2 separate regions of the Mus musculus genome follow, and region 1 is linked to region 2. The links are chromatin contacts, called in public Hi-C maps. All regions are on one chromosome and are shown on one strand. Each heading gives the region's core, a stretch centred on a gene start, on an enhancer-like site or on the middle of the called end of the contact. The rest is flanking DNA. Distances are from core to core; before and after follow the strand shown.

What was found. A called contact is a pair of places that touch in the nucleus more often than the background predicts.
Region 1: a contact with region 2 is called in a Hi-C map of tail fibroblasts, with 6 times the contacts expected there. The contact joins two enhancer-like sites. A contact is called at or near these places in 2 of 15 datasets of contacts at CTCF or cohesin (the NIH/3T3 cell line and large pre-B cells), 1 of 484 Hi-C or Micro-C datasets (tail fibroblasts) and 2 of 115 datasets of contacts at active chromatin or transcription factors (Th17 cells and large pre-B cells).

The regions. Positions count from the first base shown.
Region 1 is chr2:117,957,998-117,964,238 of GRCm38.p6, reverse strand. The region is part of intron 8 of Gm13986 (predicted gene 13986); the gene reads left to right. Among named protein-coding and RNA genes, the nearest start is that of Gm25308, 120 kb to the left of the region's middle. Within about 2 kb of position 4,863, at least 30 of the 459 cell types and tissues checked have an H3K27ac peak or open chromatin away from gene starts, as enhancers often do. A contact at or near this core is called in tail fibroblasts, where this site is marked.
Region 2 is chr2:117,779,034-117,785,433 of GRCm38.p6, reverse strand. No RefSeq gene overlaps it. Among named protein-coding and RNA genes, the nearest start is that of Gm13985, 31 kb to the left of the region's middle. Within about 2 kb of position 4,468, at least 37 of the 459 cell types and tissues checked have an H3K27ac peak or open chromatin away from gene starts, as enhancers often do. A contact at or near this core is called in tail fibroblasts, where this site is marked.

The DNA of each region.
Region 1 (6,241 bases), core at 3,614-6,113, 180 kb before region 2:
ATAGTTGAGAATGCAATGTCTTAAGCCTCAAAATAACCTAGAATAAACATAGGACAGAGTAGCAAAATACTTACAATAGCATCTTTGTTAAAATCTAGAACAAGAATAAAGTCTGCTATCAAGGCTTTCATTCAAAAAGTCAAGCAACAAAAGGCAAGGGAATTTATAAGAATTTTAAGATGCAGGGAAAATTTGTAATTTGCCAACGACATAAAATTTTGTATAAAATTAAACTCATGGTTACTTCTTAGGCTACTTAAGGTCCCGAGACTCTCAGTGGTATCTTAGTTGAAGGTATGGTTAAGGGTTAGTGCATGTTGGATCTTTAGCAGTTTTCAGGCTCAATGTAAGGTTGTTTATTTTAAACAATAGTAACAATAACAACTATCATTCTACCAGTTGTCAAGTATCATCTCTGCTGAGAACAGGACAAACTCTTACAGTTAGTTTCTCTAATTCTCACACAATATTCAAAGCATCATTCAAGAGGGTGTTACAGAAGAGAAGCAGCCTGGGATTCTAAAGGCATAACTGCTGTCATACAGATACAACTGGAATGCTACCAAGGGTCTTTTGGACTCTGAGTCCAGGAACTTTGCAAGGCTGCTTGCCTAAAGTATCGATCTTATGTTCTGTTGCTCTCTTAATTGCTAAATAAACAGAGCGTTTCACTTGGAAGTTAGGTCAGAAATTTATTCCTTTTATTCATAAAAGGAGTAATACTTCTTAAAACCTAGAAGTTGGAGCCCTCAGAGCAGTTACCAATGTTCCCAGAGCGTCTGGTCTCCTGTTTTCCTCTTGAATTAAAAAAGGACTTTCAGACATCAGAGAGAAGTAGAGACACTGGTAGGAATTTATTATCTTGGCATTCAGAAGATGTTCAGGACCAACATGTAACCATTTTGGTTCCTCTGAGGACTACGTCCTCAGTTTGCCGATAACTCTCTTCCTGTCATGCCTCATACAGCCATCCTCTGGTCTGTGTGAGTCTTTGTAAGAAGATGCCAGGCATGCTGGATGCTGGATTAGGATCGTGTATGGGTTTGGTTTTGATCACCTTTACATAAACTAGAGTTATCCAGAAAGAGTGAACTTGAATTGAGAAATCTTTTCCATCAGCTTGGTGTGAGGGACATTTTCTTGCTTCCTGATTGATGTTGGGGCGGATCCAACCACTGTGGGTGGTGTCACCACCGGGCAAGTGGTTCTGGGAAGCATAAGAAAGACCACTGAATGGGAGCCTGAGGGCAAGCAAGCAAGCGTCTCCCTTCTGCTTCAGTTCTTGCCCTCACTTCCCTCAATGCCCGCCTGAGATTTGTTATTTAAACCAAGCAATCTCTTTCTTCCTCAAAGCTGGATCTGGTCAGTGTTTTATCTCATAGCAGAAACCTAACTACAACAGACCTATTTTAAAGATCCTGCTATAAGTTAACTGTCTCTGTAAAGGATCCGTCTTCACATACAGACACATTCTCAGGGTCTAGGGCTTGAAATAGAAAAAGAGGAAATTGGAGAGGCACCATCGAGCTTTCACATTACCCCAGGGCACAGCCGTGCATCTTTTCAGCTGGTTGCAGAGATGGATACTTTTTACTTATGCCTAGTGAGTTCTTAAGGATAGTGATTTTAGGACAGAGAACAGCAGTGGGAGCCCTACACCACTGGCAGTCGGAGGTGGAGGGTGGGGTGGTACCCACTGAGTGTCACTCACTAGCAGTTAACAGGAGCACGGTCACTACAATGTTGTCAGGGTTAGGAAATTCACTGGACTCATGGGTAAGGGGGCAAGTACCAGGTTGGCTTGCCAAGGAGAAGGGTAAACAAACAGGATACCCCTCCCCATTTTTCCTCCACCTTTCAAGACATTGCCAAGGCTTGCTGAGTGGGAGCTTCAGAACTCCCCCTCTTCTGGCCAGGCATTTGCCAATTCATCCACTTCAGTGGGACAACAGGAAGTTAGAAGCACTCTCAAATCCCCAGATAAATTTAGAAAACAATGAGACGTTGACATTTCAAGAGAGTAGCTTTACAGTCATGCTTTGGCATGGCGGGGGTCATACAAAACAGAACATGGGAAAGCAACCTGGTGGACAAATCTCACTCTTCCTCTTCTCCCTGCCCTCGCAGCCTCTCCCATGCTCCTTTCAGAAGAGAAACACAGCTTCCTCTTTAGAAAATAAGAACAGAGGCAGCTTTGACTCCTTTCTGAGGCAAGTGTCCCCATGTTGTTTATCAATTCTTTAACCCATTGCTTTCCAATTAACTTTTCCTGAGTCCACACACAATACCTCCCACTTCTGAGGCTTGAACAAATGTGTAGAAGGTTTAGCAGTTATGAACCCTTATTCACTATGAACACCTGCATAATTTTCCCTGCGGTGTAGTGTTGTGTTACTTGGGTATTGTGTGTGTGTGTGTGTCTACTTGACTTCTTAATTTCTGGGACAGTGATTGGGGACATCCTAACTTGTTCCTTTTTTTTTAAAAAAAGATACTGGTGTTTTAATGTTTCAAACTTGAGTAATGTGTTTGTAGGGTTTTGTGGTATTTTTGAGCAACTACCCTTGAAGAAGCTAAGAAAGTTCCTTCTGGTCCTACTTAGCTAAAAACTGTTACTAATGTATCAATTGTTATTTCTTTGGGTGAGGATAATCATTCAGTTTTTTCTTTTTGGTTTCACTATTCCAAAGAGTTACATTATATTTCTATGTTCTTTTTTTGTATTGCTAGGATAAATATATACTGCCTGATCATAGTTTTCCTTTCTTTCTTTCTTTCTTTCTTTCTTTCTTTCTTTCTTTCTTTCTTTCTTTCTTTCTTTTCTTTCTTTCTTTCTTCCTTTCTTCCTTTCTTCCTTTCTTCCTTTCTTCCTTTCTTCCTTTCTTCCTTTCTTCCTTTCTTCCTTTCTTCCTTTCTTCCTTTCTTCCTTTCTTCCTTTCTCTCTCTCTCTCTCTCTCTCTCTCTCTCTCTCTCTCTCTCTCTCCATAGTCAGGTTTAAGTTCTTTAGGTTTTGTTTAGGGCATTTCCCAGGGCTAGCTAAGCATGAGTTTTTCTTTCCTTGTACTATCTTGCTCTGTGGTGACAATGAAATATTACTTATTTTGAAAACTACGTGTGTGTGTGTGTGTGTGTGTGTGTGTGTAATCCCTCTTTCCTATTGTCCAAAATATTTGTTTAAGGTGGGGGCCACTTGCTTCTTAATGTTTGCCAGACTTCTCTAAAATAGTATAGACCCCAAACTTCTTTTCTTCTGCACATTTTACTCAATTCAAACATGCATCTGAAGAGATGGTGGGCAAGCCTAACCTTTTAACATTGCAATATGATCTTGTCATCTACAAAGGTGATGGGTCACACTCACCACTATCCTGGAACCTATAGTTCTGCCTGGTAAACTGTTATAACCAGTCCTCTTTGGCCAACATATAAAGCAAGAAACATGAAACATGCTCAGTAGCACAGAAACCCCTGCCATGCCCTATCCCCCTGACTCCTGTCCAATGAGATTTAAAGATCAGAGTGGTATTAGCGTCTAACATGCCTTGTTAGTTTTATTTAAAACTTTATGCAAGTAAAATTCCATAGAAAAATGAATCAATTTGGAGAATTTGTACATTCCTTTAAGAGAGAGAGAGAGAGAGAGAGAGAGAGAGAGAGAGAGAGAGAGAGAAAGCTGAGCTTGTGCATGCTAAGCTTTTGAAACTTCAAAGCCTTCTTCCAATGACACATCTCTTCCAACATGACCACAGCTCCTAATTCTTCCTGAACAGTTATTCTCTCTGGAAACTGCACATTTGACTCTATGAGCCCATGGGTCCTTTCTCATCCACACCACCACACTCCATCCTAGTGTACAGAATGATGCTCACAGCCTAATTTACAGATGCTGATGAAGGAAACACCAGATTATGTTCTACCTTGTTCTATAATTTCACTCTCATGTGGTTTTTGTTTTCTCTCATGGACTACTTTTCCTTTATTATTTTTCTAATAATGATTTTGAGAAATATTTAAAATATCTTTCCAAGAAACTATATTTTTTATTGTGTGTTGTACTTTTTTACACATCTATTTTACCGTATTTTAAAAAGTAGAAATGTGAACTCCTTCAGTCATTCGTCACATTTTGTGTAATATTTTGGTTATTTTCCTGCTGTTACTTATTATTGTTGTTGAACATTATAGCCCTGAGAACGAAAGTCTTACTTGATTTATTTTGTTGTTCCCAAAGTAACAGGCTTATATAAGCTACATTAAATGTGGTATTGGCAGCTAGTAGACCTTTGTCCTGTCCCCCATGACCTGGAAGTGCTAGAAGCAGCAGCATGAGTTTAAGCACTGAAGGCGTGAGTATAGTCTATTGAAGAAGAGGGAAAGCCTCTCCAACTTTCAGCTTCTCCTTCTGTCTCCTGTTGGACCAATTCCTAAGCAGAAGTGAACTGCAGGAACAAGATATTTTTTCTAGATCCTGACAGAATTATACAAAAATGTGTTTTCCACAGATTGCTCCACACTTCACATTCTTTTCAGAGGACTATTAAAAATTGTTTGTAATTTCTAGACCACAAAAATGCTAATGCAGATAAATAACATGATCAGGGAAGTCACTGAAAGATAGATGGCACACATGGAGAGAAATTCTCTCTAGTTTCCACCTCCCTCACCACATAGCAGCACTATGGTCATATAAATTCCAGCCATGTGTTCTTTCCAATTTTTCCATATTTAATCAATTAAAGGGTGAAACCTCAAGGTCTATATAACATTTGATCCAAATATGGAAAGTTATTAAAGTCAGGAAAGGGAAACCCACATTCTCACATCATCTAAAACTGACTATGCCACTCAAAAATTGGGGTACCTAACAGTCTCACCCTATGATTCAGACACAGGTTAGGCTTAACACAAATACCAGCCATAGAGTGCTGTTCTGGCTATTTTTTTGTCAACTTGGCAAAAATGAGTCATCTAGCAAGAGGCAACTTTAATTGAGGATTGCATCTATGAGGTTGACCTGTGGATATGTCTGTGGGGCATTTTGTTGATTGATAATTGATGTGGGAGGGTCCAACCCCAGAGAGGTTACTCTATCTAAGGAAGGTAGTTGAGCAAGCCATGGAAGAGGAACCAATAATCTGTGTTTCTCTGTGGTTTCTGCGTCAGTTCCTGCCTCCAGGTTCTTTCCTTGAGTTCCTGTCCTGACTTCTATCAATGGTAAAGTGTCACCTGGAAATGTAAGCTAAAATAAACACTTTTGTCCCCGAGCTCCTTTTGGTCACGATTTTGGGCATATTGCGAAACAGCAACAAAGACACAAACTATTGCAACTGCCATATTTTCTGTTCCTTTCCAAATGTGACAGAACAATAAAATGCTCAAACTACAGTAATTGAAAAAAGTATTCTCTAAGCCTCAAAAGACTTTCTGCAGCTTAAAGATAAATGCTTGACATAAATGAGATACAAGGTAAGATAGTCATTAAGACTGAGCCTGATAGTGATATTTCTGTGTAATCCTGTTTTCTCCCGATCCATTGGAAAGTGTGCATGAGGTCCTTGGCACACACAGCTCGGTACTGCACCCACCACATTGCATTTTCTACACCCAGGTCTCTTCTATTCCTGCAAGATTGGAGCATACTAGCTGAGATCAGCTCATCGAATATGGACCTTTCTTCCTTGGCTCCATGTTAACTTCTTGCCCCCTCCACCCCCTGTCTTTCTGTTTGAATGTTTCCTTCTCTTATTCCCTGTCCTTTGCCCCAGGTGTTTGGTGTTGGTATAGTGTGAGATTTTTTATAGTTCATCATAAACCATTTCACTGGGTGCCATTCTGGAATGAATTCCGAACTGTTGTCTCTGTATATTGCACATACTCTACTCTATTTCTCTAGGTCCATGTCTCTAATTGCTAACTTAAACTACTAGCAGGGCATCTGATAGCTTACTTTCATCCATTGGGCAAGGCAAAAGTCATAGTTTCCCTATTTTTACTTTTTTCAATCCCTTTGAAATCCTTTCAATCCCTCCAACCTTCACTTTGGAGGAGTCTTTAATTTCTCCTCACCATCAATATCTAAATGTGTGACAGCATCCAGGCGATTATACAGGCAATACTGTCCTTGGTTATGACTCTGCCCATTGCCTTGAGATTGATAAAAATTGAGCTTATCTCTTTTTTTTTGAGACTATTATGTTTTTCTTTATACTTCCCAGTGAAATTAATAATTTCACATTCTTTA
Region 2 (6,400 bases), core at 3,219-5,718:
AATACAAAATACATTTAGTCAAACTTCTAGAGTCCCCATAATCTATAGTAATCTCAACAATGTTAAAAGTCTAAAGTTCAAAGTCTCTTCTGAGATTCATTCAATCACTTACCTGTAATCCCCAAATCAAGACAGGAAACAAACCAACTGGGCAAACTCCAAACTCTGCATCTCTGTGTCTGATATCAAAGAGTTCTTCAGATCTCCAACTCCTTTTTCATCTTTGTTCACTATAACAAACTTCTTTCAACTGGGCTGGTTCCACTCCCTGTTAGTAGCTTTCCTCAGGAGATAGACCATGGCTTTGGCATTTCAAATGTCATGGGGTCTCCAAGGCAACTTCAGTGTTACAGCTTCTTGTTTTAATGTCTGGGAATCTACAAATGATCTTCTGGGCTTCTCCAAAAGACTGGCACCACTTCTCCAGCTCCGCCCTCTGTAACACTCTAAGCTCAGGTTGATCCATTCCACTGCTGCTGCGGTTACTGGTGATCATCCCATGATACTGGTATAGTAGTAGTAAGCCAGCCCACAGCCTACATGAACCAGGTATTTCTGGAAGGCAGGCTGAGGCTGAAAGAGAGAGACTAAACGGCAAGAAAAGAATGAAGCCAAGACAAGTTTTCTCTGATCAAGGCCCATGAGTTTACTAAAAGACTGTGCTTAAAAGGGGGAAGGCCCATCTCTCCCCACCCCCACCCCCGCCAGTCCATCCTTGGTGCTTTGTCGCCATACTGTTGGCCCTTGGTCGCCAGGCTGTTGCTTATTCAGGAATGTCTCAGAAAGACAGGTTCAGACTCTCCTCCCTGGATACAGAAAATGTGGTACATTTACACAATGGAATACCACTCAGCTATTAAAAACAATGAATTTATGAAATTCTTAGGCATATGGATGTATCTGGAGGATATCATCCTGAGTGAGGTAGCCCAATCACAAAAAAGTCACTTGATATGTCTAACCTCTTGCTGGAAGGCCTTTCTGTGCTCCAGCCATGGACTGGATCAAGGACTCTTGCCCTCATGGGAACCATCAAACATCCTCTCCTCCCTTCGGCCCCCGGGGCTGACTGACAACAAAAGGCCCCCCCCTTTTTTTTCAGCTCTTCTGAGGTATCCAGCCTAGGGCTGTCCCTTGACCACCCCTTGTGGAGCTGGGATTCTGTGGCTTCCCACAGCCAGACACACACCTGGGGCCACATGGAAAGCATGCAGCAGTACTCCTGCGTCTGCCTGCCCAGAGCACCGGAACTCTGGAGGGACTCGGGTTCTTTCTCCTCTTTCCCCCATACCCATGGTCCCACACAGTACCACCTGGATGACTCTTATACATTACCAAGTACAGCTGCAGCACAAGGTACAACCATGGCTATCTTTGGAACACAGGTTCTTTGTGCTCTCAGAAGACACTTCCCAAAAGATTTCACCTCAGTGATGTTGGTCTCTTTTTAACCACTAATTTCTTAGCTCCACCTAATCAGAATCAGTTGTCCCAGTAGTCTCCTTCCCTTCTTGACTATAAAGCCACCACATGGTTGAAGCTGCCAAGTTCTGCCAAGGTTGCAGGAGCTGGAACATGGCCCCCTCATTCTATTATATTATTACTAGTCTCCTCTTTTCCAACTCCACTGCCTAAGCTTGGCTGTCCTGGATCTTGCTCTGTAGGTTGACCTTGAACTCAGAGACCTGCATGCCTTTCTCTTCGGATTAAAGGTGTGCACCACCATGCCTGGATCTAAATTTAGCTGGGTAGGATCTTGCCCCTAACTCCCACTCTTAATTTGTTAGTTCCTTGAACACAGGATTCAGCCCCACTTCACCTCCTGGTGCCCCTTTAACACTCAAACCCTCTATTTTATATTTTTCCTTTCTCAGTTTGCAACACTTGTTTAAAATGCTCTTCATGAGACTTAACCAGAGAACAAATTCTATGATGGGCATTTATGAGACTTCCTTTGTTAGTACAATTAATCTGAGCCTCTTCACCTTAGCCTCAGGCAGATTCTTCAGACAAGGGCAAAAAGTAGTCACATTCTTCACCAAAATACCACAAAACATTCTCTAGGCCACATATGGAATTTCTCCACAAAGTCTTCTATATTCCTGCTAGGATAGGTCATTAAGTCCCATTTAAAGCATTCCACTGCTTTACAAATCCAAAGTCCTCAAATCCGCATCCTTCCAAACAAAAGCATGGTCATGCCTATCACAGCAACACCCCAGTCCCTGGTATCAACTTCTGTCTTAGTTTGGGTTTTAGTGCTTTGATCAGTCACCATGACCAAGGCAACTCTTATAAAGACAACATCTAAACTGGGGCTGGCTTACAAACTCAGAGGTTCAGTTCATTATCATGAAGGTGGGAGCATGGAAGCATCTAGGCAGGTATGGTGCAGGAGTACCTACATCTTTATCTGAAGGTTTTTAGCAAATACTGGCTTCCAGGCAGATAGGAATAAGGTCTTAAAGCCCATACCCACAGTGACACACGTACTCCAACAAGGCCCCATCTACTCCAACATGGCTACACTTTCTAACAGTGCCACTCCCTGGGCCGAGCATATACAAACCATCACAGAGGTAAAGGCTTTGTGGCAGGAAGGAGCATCTGAAGGATGGAGCTGGAGTGCAGTGAGTCAGTGGGAGCTCAGCCTCCTTGAACTTGGAAGACACAGACCGGAAAACAGACATAAGCATGTAAATACGGTAATTATTAACCTCAGAGATTTGTGACGCTCTTAAAACTCAAAAGACAATGGGTTCTCAGAGCTCATGTGGTTCCTGTCAAGTGGATTAGAGACAGTTCAGAGTCAATACAGGGAGATAGGTGATGACGTTGGTTTAATAGTCCCCCAGCAGCAGAATTTCGGTTTCTTGGATTAGGGAGATGCAGAAATGTGGGTTTAAGACTGAGCAGGCAGTAGAATTGAAAAGTTGGTGGGTGGTGGGTTGGCTATGAAGGCATAGGGAAATATAGGTACCAAGGATGCTGGTGACTCTGTTCTGTGAAGTTTTGGAAATTTTAGGATAGGTAGTCTTTCTGGAGGGAATGGATCATAGTGGGTGGGCCTTGAGGCCTGTGGTCCAGCACTGCTTCCTGTCATTTCTCCCTACATCCTGGTCCTCGGAGATGTGGACAAGAAACCCGACTCTCCTGACACTGTGCTTTCTCCCAACATGATGAACTGTATTCTCAAACCAGAAGCCCCAAAGAGTGATATTTTATTTTTGATATCAAATATTTTGTCACAGCAATGAGGAGAGTAACTAATATTTTTCTTTTATAGTACTACCATTTTATATAGGTATCTGTTGGGTTTAAAGCTTTTGGATTATTATTGTCATGTGATGGAGCAATTCACTGTTGTATGAATTTGACAGGAGACAGAGCACAGCTTCTCTTATGGAAAACTGAAGGGACCAGATGCAACATAGACCCAACCCTATATATAGTTCTCAGATAAACTGGCTTTGGCAATTGTTTGACTCCATATTAGAAACAAGTAAAGTTGTCACCCTGAGATATCAATGCTGACCACGTTAGTACCAGCAGCCATGGCAGGGCCAGAGAGCTAGTCACACTATTCCTACGGGATTGGCATTGCTGACCCTCCTGCCCAGCCTCCTTGTCATTTATGAACCCAATTCCATGTCTTTCTGATCGAGGGGAAATCCATCATGATGCCGATGAATGATAATGATAACGATGATGACAATAGCTAACAACTAGTGAATGTCTAATGTAAACCAGGTACAGCTGTAGTTAGTTCAGGAATAGCCGATCCGATCCTTTAATCATTACAAGTGATGTCTGCTCTCTTAGCCCTAGTTCCTCAAATGAGAGGCAGAGAAAAAAGTGGTATACAATCAGTACCACTGGCTCTTTGTCTAGTTAATGAGAAAGACAGAAGGAAGGCTCCAGAGTCTGGCTCCAGAGCCAGCCTTCTTATTAAGAATGGATTCTGTTCCTAGTTACCGAATCTGTCCATACATTTGCTTTTGCAATCCATTTTTCCCTTTGAGTCAGAGAGCATGTGAAAGTTAAAGATTGGGTATAAATCACTTTCTGTGCTCGGGACAATAAGATGGCAATTGAGACTCAGAGCACCCAGGGAGGCAGCAGAGAAGGTACTTCAGTTAGCAGGTCCCCTCTCCTATCTATGCTCACCTGCTGCCAGGGGTGGGGCTCTCAGCTTCAGCCCCACTCAGTAAGCACTGTCCTGCCCCAGGACACGGTAAACCCCAGGCTTGCAGGTGCCAAGACAGTCATGAAAGCTCCCATTGTACAACATCCGTGCAAAGGATTCGTGTTGAGGTTTTTGTGGGGACAAGGGAATGCTGAAAGCCAACTGACACACAACGGGGCCAGAGTGAAACTGTGTAGTTTCGATTCCCTAAGAGTCAGGGAGCACATTTGTTCAGGGCACCCTCAGCAGCCAGGAGAGCAATAAAGCATCCGCATTCCATGTAAAGAAAGCTCTGTGCACAGAGCTAGCAAAGTGGCCGCTCCTCAAGGTGACTCTGTCCTTCCTGGGGGACTTCCAGATGGTGAGGTGCCAAGCTGCAGAAGAAGCTGAATGAAGCTGAAATGAGGATGACAGAAGCTCATCAGAAGATTGAAAAGGCAGGCATTAGAGTCTGGGGATAGTCTATTACTTCCAGGACACCCACACCAGGACATGATTAGCATAGTCACTATGAAACGTGGTCTAAAGCCACACAATCCAGGTTGGGGAGGCAAATCGATCCTGCTCACCAGTGCTGATGACTCTGCTAAGTCCCCTGAACTTCAGCCCAGAGGCAAAAAAAAAAAAAAAAAAAAAAAAAAAAAAAAAAAAGCAGGTTTGAACTTTCGCTTCCTAAGAGGAAGGGTGGATGTGAGAGAGTCCCAAGGCACCATCCCAAGACCATGGCTGTCACCCAGTCCTGCTCCTGACCTGTGTCCTATCATTCTCATGCGTGTGGTGCTCTCTGCTGGCAGCTGCAATCGTGGTCCTTCTGCCACCCTGCTCAGAGATCTTACTCTGAGTCATGGGTGGTAGGAAGCAGCTCAGAGGAGATTTGATCTCCAGCCAGTATCCAGAACCTTCCAATTGCAGCAGAACTTCCTTGGCTCCTTTTAGGATCAATTGCCCTCCTATAAAGTCTCAGTCATAATCAAGAACAACCCTTCCCTCATCACCTTGGCAGTGGCTCAGTCTTCTGCATGCCTCATTTTTGTTTGTTTGTTTGTTTGTTTATGTTTTGTTTTTCAGTGGTGGTTGGTACCAAGGGCAACAGTGTCACTGGGTTAAGACTAGGAAATGACTTGATGAGCCTCTCCCTCACAATTCCCACTAGCGAACATCCCATTCTCGATATGCCTTAAAAGTATGTGAAAACAGTGAGCTGGCCATGGCAAATGCACCTTACAGCCAGATCCACCACACAGCCAGATCCACCACACAGCCAGATCCACCACACAGCCAGATCCACCTTACACACAGCCAGATCCACCTTACACACAGCCAGATCTACCTTACCGCCAGATCCACCACACAGCCAGATCCACCTTACACACAGCCAGATCCACCACGCAGCCAGATCCACCTTACACACAGCCAGATCCACCTTACACACAGCCAGATCTACCTTACCGCCAGATCCACCACACAGCCAGATCCACCTTACACACAGCCAGATCTACCTTACCGCCAGATCCACCACACAGCCAGATCCACCTTACACACAGCCAGATCTATCTTACCGCCAGATCCACCACACAGCCTAGTTCAGAATTCAATCCAGTTTCAGAAGACCAGAACCTGAATCACCCTCAAACTTCACTGCTCTCATGTCTGTTGAGTACATGCTGACCCCAGACTGGCTGTTGCCCTGAGATCTCTAGCTGCACACTGAGAAATGATAGAAAAATGACAGAAAATCATCATCAATTTTTTTTCTTTCAAAAAAAGAGAAAGGATTTCATTGGAAAGGCCAAATGAAAATATACTCAGAGCTAGTTTTCATCAAAGTTTTAAAATTGTGATATGGGACAGATGAGCACTGATGATGGAGAGGTGGCAGGGAGTGCCCTGGCACAGGGTGGTTTATTTTCATTGAAAAAGTGGAAAAGAAAAAAGAATGCATGGATGTGAGCACATTTGTTGAGTATGCATACAATACCTGGAGGGTGCACAAAGCCAACAATGTCAACCACTTTTTTTTTGTACTTGTTTTTTTTTTCTTTTCCATTTTTTATTAGGTATTTAGCTCATTTACATTTCCAATGCTATACCAAAAGTCCCCCATAGCAACCCACCCCCACTCCCCTACCCACCCACTCCCCCTTTTTGGCCCTGGCGTTCCCCTGTACTGGGGCATATAAAGTTTGCGTGTCCAATGGGCCTCTCTTTCCAGTG